Regions from separate parts of the Hordeum vulgare genome. Here region 1 is linked to region 2. The links are chromatin contacts, called in public Hi-C maps. All regions are on one chromosome and are shown on one strand. Each heading gives the region's core, a stretch centred on a gene start, on an enhancer-like site or on the middle of the called end of the contact. The rest is flanking DNA. Distances are from core to core; before and after follow the strand shown. Region 1 holds the start of LOC123397952 (5'-adenylylsulfate reductase-like 6). Region 2 holds the start of LOC123451896.

What was found. A called contact is a pair of places that touch in the nucleus more often than the background predicts.
Region 1: a contact with region 2 is called in a Hi-C map of seedling, with 6 times the contacts expected there. The contact joins the promoter of LOC123397952 here to the promoter of LOC123451896 in region 2. A contact is called at or near these places in 3 of 6 Hi-C or Micro-C datasets (leaf and seedling) and 1 of 1 datasets of contacts at active chromatin or transcription factors (embryo).

The regions. Positions count from the first base shown.
Region 1 is chr5H:116,733,782-116,737,998 of MorexV3_pseudomolecules_assembly, reverse strand. LOC123397952 (5'-adenylylsulfate reductase-like 6) reads right to left here and starts at 1,739. Exons shown (of 4, transcript XM_045092462.1): 1 at 1,458-1,739; 2 at 80-252. The coding sequence starts at 1,655.
Region 2 is chr5H:116,129,498-116,134,160 of MorexV3_pseudomolecules_assembly, reverse strand. LOC123451896 reads left to right here and starts at 2,134. Exons shown (of 10, transcript XM_045128445.1): 1 at 2,134-2,459; 2 at 2,565-2,679; 3 at 2,947-3,008; 4 at 3,164-3,648; 5 at 3,767-3,927; 6 at 4,047-4,244; 7 at 4,320-4,482; 8 at 4,570-4,658. The coding sequence starts at 2,374.

The sequences.
Region 1 (4,217 bases), core at 490-2,989, 600 kb before region 2:
GAAGTATTAGTTAAGGCCATCGGTCATATTAATGGGTAAGAAAGGATGAGAGGAACACCACTACGCATAAGGCTCTTACGTTGGCATCACGTTGGACTGTTCTACAGCCAAGTGCTTAATATGTGGATACATTGAGCTAAGATCGTCGAAGATTGGTCTCATTCTATGAGAGAAAGGGCACCATGATGCATAGAAGAGGACAGCAGTGTACTCCTTTCCACCCAATTCTCTGATAAGTTCCTCCCCATTAACCTGCAAAGTTTTTCAAGGTGAGGTTCATATTAAGCCCGACATGGACTAAAGAACTCAGCTTCATAAACAGATGCTTTTGGCAGTCTACGTTGCCAATTATCCGCACTACAGCAAATTGACTAGAGAGCAGAGACTACATGGAACTGCTATGACATAAAACCATCATATTGGACGATCCATACTGAACAAGTAGGCTTAACACATCTTGGTTCTATCAGGTGGGCAGTCCGTTGATACGTTTAAACCACTTAGCCCAGACGGCGCCGTCTCATTGGCAGGCAATCCCTTGAGGCATTTAAACCTCTTAGCACAGTGAACCTTAGAACCATCTCATTAAATTAGTAACCAAGCTCAGTAATAGCAAGAAATAAACATCTCCCTAGCCAGAGCTATCCAAAACCTTAGCATCCCAAACGCTCAATGGTACTCCATGAAGTTTTGGATATTAATCCACTACTACACAAGTATCTTGTACGTTCTAATTCACTACTGCACGAAGTTTTAATTTACTCACAGAATGAACTGCCAAGCACTGGTACCATAAGCACAATAAGTTACAGAAATGAGGACACTGATCCACTCAATGACACCGAAACAACACACGGTATCTAGCTGAATTGCCCCTAAATTGGCATCTTGAAGGCTTGAACCGATGAAAGATGCCAACGCATTCCAAACAAATTTATCTCGAGCGCAATATTTGTGGGAAAAAAATTGATGCAGGATAAGAGCTAGACTAGACACCCAACTGAACCTTCATACTCCCGCGTTGACTAATACCCAATCAGCTCGCACAAAAAAATAATAATGAAACAGAACGGTTTATTTCGCCCCATATGAAATTGCAGGGAAATCGCCTAACCAAATCAAAAGGATAGAACAGAACCCCATCATGATAAACGTCAAGTTTTTGCCCCAAGAATTGCAAAGTGAATTCGCTCAATTTACTTCTGAAACTTGTAAAACAACAAAACAAACTTCTTGGCACCTAAATAGCATCAAGATTAAGGAACTGGACCTTAATTAAATTGTGTGACAGACGAATCGACGGACGAACAGGAATTCACGGGAGAAGAGAGATCAACGAAGAACCGTACGAACGAATCTCCGGATTCATCCACACAATAAATGCGCAGGTACACCCAAAAAAAGCAAACAATCTGTAGCCAACCAAACAGCCCGGAGCTATGGTGGGAGACACGCACCTCCTTGGCCAGCTGTCCCTCCGTCGAGGTGCGGCAGGTTCCCCGGAGCCCCTGGAGGAACGGCGGCGGCCTCTCCTCCGGCCTCGGGCACCGACCAGAGTGTACCGCCGTGAGCGGGTACGCGGACACCTGCAACGGCGCCGGGAGCTGGAGGAGCACGAGGAGGAGGAGAGGGGCGGCGAGGAGGCGGCCGGCCATGGCGAGAGGGGGAGGAGAGGAGTGGGAGGAGGACGCGTCGTGAGATTTCTTGGTTGTTTTTGGAGGTCGAGAAAGAAAGTGTACTGGTAACAAATTTGGAGGGTGTTTCCAGGAAAGAGCAGATTCGGGCTTTCGGAGGGCTGGAATGGAAAGCGTAGTTTAACCCTAACCGCTTTATTTAACTTGTGTTGCTCTTTTTTTCTTTTCTTTTTTTCAACTTGTTGTTTATTCTGCTGCTTGAATTGTTCTTCCAAGCTTTGATGAATTTCCCTCGCATCTTCCCTTCTTTTTCGTTTTCCTTGAGCGATCAATGCTGAGATTATTGATAATGCATTTTGATCCAGAGGGAGCATCGCAAGAAGTATGAACTAGGTGGTTGACTAGTGAAGTGTTGTGGAGCACGCGAGGTGAGAAGTACAAAAAGGACGGGGATGCTTTTACAACATTATTCTCTAAAAATTATCATGAATGCGTAAATTAGGATGAGTCACATGTAAATGTTAACTAAGAAACTCTGATATCTTTGATGTCGCTCCTCGATCTGTGATTTTTTGTAGAATTAGAACCGAACATATGAGTTTGCACGAGCGCACGCGAGGGGGGGGGGGGAGATGATCCTTTGCGGTGCTGCTAGATTGGTTGCTTGTGACTAGTGATTGGAAGATTATATTCTCGCGATGTTCGCTTGCGGATAGAACTTAAGCTAGGATCCAACCATTGTCCTCTCTAGGTGTCCTCTAGGGAGGAGGAGAAGTAGCTTGCGAGGCATTTCTTCATTGAAGATCATTGGTTGGTCCAACCGGTTTTTGTAGAATTGGGCGAAGGCTCGACCCTTGCACCGCTGCAGCCTTTGTGTGATGAGTTGGATGAGTGGCAACCTTGTATCAGTCAGTTGTGGCATCATCTTTGAGGCTGAGCGCGAACGTGGGTAGCAGTCTTAAGCATAGGAAAGAAACCATCGTGCAGAGGTTATGGGCACGACCTTAAGTCATACTTGTCGGACCTTTCATCCGTAGAATGGGCACAAAGGCACAAGATTAAAGACTAACTAACCTTTCCCACCTGTTACGAGGAGTTATACTAGCAACAAAGGGGAGGACAACAATGGATTCTAGAGGGGGATGCGAGCACCACATTTTTTCATGTTATCGCTAATGGGAGGTAATGTATGATTATGGCTCTCCAGATGGGTGACACATTCATCTCTCGGGGTCTCGCGCTCCGGCACCACATCTATGATTTCTACCGCGAGTTCCTAGGGGTCTTGGAGCCAGGAAGGGACCATATCTCACACAGGGGTTGTGTGTGTGTGTGGGGGGGTCGTAGGAGGACAATAGTTTGGTGCCACCCTTATTTCTCACGGAGATCATGAAATCCCTCGAGGAATGTGAGATGGACACGACCCCGCGCCGAGACAGTTTTCCCCTGATTTTCTACAAGAAAATTATAGTCCATGGTGGGTCCCCAAATTTTTAGGTTGATTGATGACTTCATGTAAAGTCTTATCGATATTGAGGGGCTTAACTATGGGGTATAGCATTACCCCCTAAAGTGAATGGGGCTGACAACATTTGGTAGTTTAGGCCATGATGATCCATAAGTATAGGGTATCAATCGTAGTCCTTTTGATAAGCAAGAGTGTCGAACCCAACGAGGAGGAGAAGGAAATGATAAGCAGTTCCAACAAGGTATTCTCTACAAGTGCTATGGGTAATAGTGATAAGTAGTTTTGTAGCAAGATAATTTGTAACAAGTGACAAGTATCAATAGTAACAAGTATGTAGTGAGATAGCGGGATCCTTTTATAGCAAAGGACGGGCATGAAAGTACTCTTATATGAGGCAAGCGCTCCCGAGGACACATGGGAATTTCTGTCTAGTCATGTTCATCATGTTGAATTGATTCATGTTCGTTACTTTGATAATTTGATATGTGGGTGGACCGGTGCTAAGGCGTTGTTCTTACTTGAACAAGCAACCCACTTATGATTACCCTTCTCTGGCAAGAATCCACAACTACGAAAGAAGATTAAGATAAATCTAACCATAGCATGAAACACGTGGTTCCAAATCAGGCCCTCGTGAAGCAACACATAAACTGGGGTTTAAGCTTCTGTCACTCTCGCAACCCATCATCTACTTGTTACTCCTCAATGCCTTCCCTTAGGCCCATAACATGGTGAAGTGTCGTGTAGTCGACGTTCACACAACACCCCTAAGAGAAGCAACAACATACACATCGTCAAAATATCAAACGAATACCAATTTCACATGATTATTTATAACAAGACTTCTCTCATGTCCTCAGGAACAATAGTAACTACTCACACCTCATCAACATGTTCAAGATAAAAGGTATAATAATGGTAATCAAGGATCTGAACATAATATCTTTCACCAAGTAAACCAAGTAGCATCAGTTACAAGATGTAATCAACACTACTAGTAACCCACATGTACCAATTTGAGGTTTTGAGACAAAGATTGAATACAAGAGATGAACTGGGGTTTGGAGATGAGATGGTGCTGGTGAAGATGTTGATGAATATTTATCCTCCCATGA
Region 2 (4,663 bases), core at 885-3,384:
TTCGTTATGACGTGTCGAGGTGTGGTAGTTCCATGGAATTAACTCATTAGTATGGACTGATTTTCGCACAAACACTGTGTCTGTTTGCGGGTCAGCGCTCAAGATGGCCTTATAGTCTAGCAACTCGATTAGGATTACACTATAGGTCACGTACGACCTTCACTTCCTTTTGCCTTTTTGCTGATTTTTTATTTAGAAAAGGAGGATTACCCCGGCCTGTGCATCTAAGCGATACATGCGTCTATTTTACTGATTATTTACAAAGACCTTATAAAATAATACATGAGTTAGTCTGAAGCCGTCATCTTAGCAACAATTGTCGCTATTCCTATCCACTTAATGAAGGGGTATCGATAGTCCGAGCCTAATACCAAATAAACGTCGCATGAAAGTCTAACATCTAAAGTCGGAGGCCCCAACCAAGCCACATATTGGGTTTAGGGTACAAACCGGTCCGACACACTCTCATGTGTCATCGCCGCCGTTTTCCACCAATTCATCTTCAGAGAAGACTAACATACCGACCTTGCTAGGCCTCTCTGCCATTAATGCCACAATGCTGCCAGATAGTGTCCTCCTTCTACGCGAGTTCACCTCGGCACACCGGACGCCGAGTCTCCATTGCGCTACACCGCCGAGATCGGCCACTATGAATGTGTAAGATGAAGCACCACTCCACCAAATAAACCGTCCACTAGTCCCTCGAGCCCATGTACACCTCCAAAAATGACGCCCCTAGGAGGAAAACAAGACCAGAGAGCCCCCGTCGTCCGATGTACTAATTTAGGATTTCCTCCGAAGGTAGCAGATGGAGGTCTGGAGCTTCTCCACGGCGATGCCTTCAAGAAGACAACAACACAAAAGAGTGCCGCCATCGCTAGTCTTGACAACAAGCTGAGAACGAGGTTTTCACCCGGATTCGCTCGATGAACCTCCATCAAGCATCGTGTGCATGGGTTGCCACCGATATGAGCCATCACGTAGCGAGTAGGCCGTACCAGCCATATCATATCTGTTCGGAGGCCAGACCACGCATGGCGCCGACCCGTTCGCCAGGCCCTCTGCGTCGCCGCCGTCGATCCGGGGTCAGATGGCCCATTGTCGCACATCTGGTAGCCGTCGCCGAACAAAGCCAACGTTGCTGCCCGAAAGGCCATCCGTCGTGCCCTCAACCATTGTCGCCCGAGGCAGAGTCAGCCATCGTGCCGCCGCCGGTCAAGGCAGGAACACCCGCCGCGTCGCCAAGGCCAGATCGGTCGTGCCTCCTCACGCCGCAGGGCTCCGCACCATCCCCATGACGTAGGAGAGAGGGAGGCCCCCACCACCGCCGTCGGCCTGCGGGCTATAGGCCGGCGGCTTCCCTTGGAGCATCAAATGGAGGGAGGGAAGGAAGGAGAGCCCCCGACGACTAGGGTTTCGTCCTGCCCTAGTCGTCCGAGCGGGGGCGACGCGGGGGTTTATCCTCTCGACGTGCTAGTTGTTTTGATTTCCTCTATGATAGAAAGATAGGAGCGAGCAGTAGGGTAACAATTTATGCATGATATAATAAAGAACAATGTTTAGCGTGAACTATGAACAAAACCGTGCATCATTTATAATTTTTTTTAAAATACTTATTGTTGAAGAGAACTAGAACAACAAGTATTGTGGTACGGAGGGAATACTTAGAGAAAAAGTTAGAGAGATCTCTGCCGGTACACTCGATTCCAGCTGGCCGGCGACAATGATCCAGGTGCTCTGCTCACCTTGGTGACAGTGTATAGTTAAGTGAACCTTCTTTGAAGAGTCCAGAAATAGTAAGCAAACACTAGTGGACGAAGTGAGCCCGCCACTCAGATCTGTACTAGTCGGGTTGCGGCGGTTCACTGGCCATGAACTGATCAGCTCAAGAAACCTTCCGCGCGATGGTTCTTCCAAGAAAATCACCGACATGCATGTTTCTACGCCTTGTCAGCCCCACTCGTGACAGGGGCCCATTTTCAGTGCATTAATCTTGCTAAAAACTGCAGAGGAAGCTCCGGCGGTATATAACTGCATTAAAAAATAGTAGAAAAATATGTACATTGAGCTGCCTGTTATCGTCAACTACAAAGGAAAGAAGAAGAAGAAAACGTTCCAAACGCACTGCCACAAAACGCAAGGCGAAAGTACCAAAGAAGAAGCGGATCCGCCGTTGACAATCACAAGTCAAGTAGTATTGTAAAAGCATAGGCAACTCAAACGCCGCCAAAGAAAATCCAAAGAAGCTGAGACTAGGGAACCATCCCAGCTTCTTCCTGCAGGTTTCCCCCGCCCTCCATTTCCTGCCCCCTTCCTCCTCCTCATCTATATCAGACCCCCTGCCAATGGACTCCTCCTTCCCTTTCTTCCACAATGGCTTCTTCCAAGCGGCCCCGTCCATGTTCCGGCGACGGCGGCGAGCTCTCCCGGCCTTGCAAGCGCTGGACATCACTCGTCATGTGAGTCTCCGCCTCTGGATTTCCATCCTTGGGATCAAATCAACGGCTGGTCAACTTAATTACCTTGTTCATATGCGATCCTGAGCTGATCTGTTTGGGTGGCAGGCATGTGAGGGGGAGGAGGACCATGGGTCAGGGAGTGTTTGGCTTCAGAGGGATCATAGGGGAGGAGTTCATGGCCATGTTCCTGCCGGTTTTCAGCAACATGGTTCAGAGAGTGGTAGGCACTTGGTCAAACAAAGCGCTTCCTGTCCCCATATGCCCTTTTTGATTTATTTATGAGAATTTTTAGTAGTACCTGTGTGTGCTTCTCATATCTGTAAAGGAACAGCTAAAAGAAAGGCCTATTATTCATTTGTGATACTTTGATATATTCACGTTTATAACAGCTAAAGGCCAAACATACGAATCTGTTCTTGATAATCTTTGTCTTCTTCTCAATATCATCTGGAAAAATTATAACCTTTCTCACATCTGCATATTTCAGGTTTCAGAGGAGGTAGAGAAAGCCATGTTCAGACAATTCAGTGCAGCAGCAGCGCCTCCAAGGTGGGAGATATACTTCTCCTTTCTCATGATAAAATTAGATCCATTTTACAAAATGTTTCAAGTCAGTCTCACTGCTCCTAACATACATGCTAAGCTGCCTCAATATGCTTCCATTTGCTCAATTTTGATGGTAATTTTTTGAGCTATATATGTAGGCTATTAGCTGGCCGGAGCCACCGTCCGAGGTATCAGCTCATGTTCTTGAATGATCTAAAACCAGTTTACACCATGATGAAGTTAGAAGCCAAGGATGGATCAGCTCTCAAGGTGGCCATGGTTGAAAACCTCGAAAACGACCAGACGAACGTCGTCAGGTTCGGTCATCTTTCTTCGGTTAGGGTTGAGGTTGTAGTCCTCCATGGCAACTTCAATGCTAAAAAAGAGGAATGCTGGACTCCTGAGGAATTCAGCAAGCATATAGTATGGGGCCGAGAGAAAAGCGCAAAACTCCTCAACGGTGATCTGATGCTGAAGCTCAGTGGAGGGGAAGCTTTCCTTGGAAGTGCTAACTTCACTGATAACTCTAGCTTCACAAGCACTAAGAAGTTCAGGCTGGGGCTGAGGCTTGTCGATGCCTTTGGAGAGAGGGTTCTTGAAGGAATCACTGAACCTTTCCGCGTTAAAGAGCGTAGGGTGGAGGGTATGCCTATTTGCCTCACATTTAAGCTGTTCATTTGCTTATTTATTTTTCCTCTTCACGAACGTGCCTTCTTTGTTTGGAGCTGAGACCGATCATATGAATCTTGCTGCTTTTGTAGGATTTGAAAAGCACTATCCACCTAAGCTGAGCGATGAAGTTTGGCGTTTGGAAAAGATTGGTAGGAATGGGGCTTACCGCCAGGCCTTGTCAGACAGCGGAATTGATACCGTGCAGAAGTTATTACAGTCTTATGTAAAGGATGAACAGAAGCTACTGAAGGTAAAGGTTCTATATATGTTTATCTATCTACTAATTAAAAAATACTGCACGATGCTTTAGTACAACAGAGTTACTGATATTGGACTAACAAGTTCTTCCGGTTTCTCCTCTACCTCTAGACTTTCACCAAGATGTCACCAGCAGCTTGGAAAGCCATCATAGAACATGCCATGACGTGCAAAGTTGGCGATACTCTTTACATGCATGAAATTAAGGAAAGCAACATGGAATTTTTCTTTGATGCCATACTTCAGCTTGTTGGGGTGAAATTTGGTGATTGTTACAAGCCCTTAGATATGATTCACCCAGCAGAGAAGGTGATTTAGCCCCACTTGCTTCAGGTAGGAGAGTTTCTCACTAATGCTCTAACATTTAATATTCTTTCTTCACAGAATTTAGTCGAGACTCTGAAGCAAAAGGCTTATGAGAATATGAAGGATGTTCAGTATGATCATATTATGATCAACAACCGTCCTGTACCACTTCATAAGTTTCATGCAAAGGGTGCATCTAGGTTGAGTAATGTTCTTCAAAATCGGCAGATACTGAATTATGGTACCATCTTGCCTGTTCTACGAGTTCCATTCACTAACCATAGTAATTACTTACGAACGTCAAACACTGATGTTAATTCGTTGGCAGGTCAGCACAGTAGGTTTCAAGGAGACTTCTTGACTAGTCAGGGACTTGAATCAAAGGAGAGATTCTGTGCTTTCCAACAAGCAACTGATGTAAG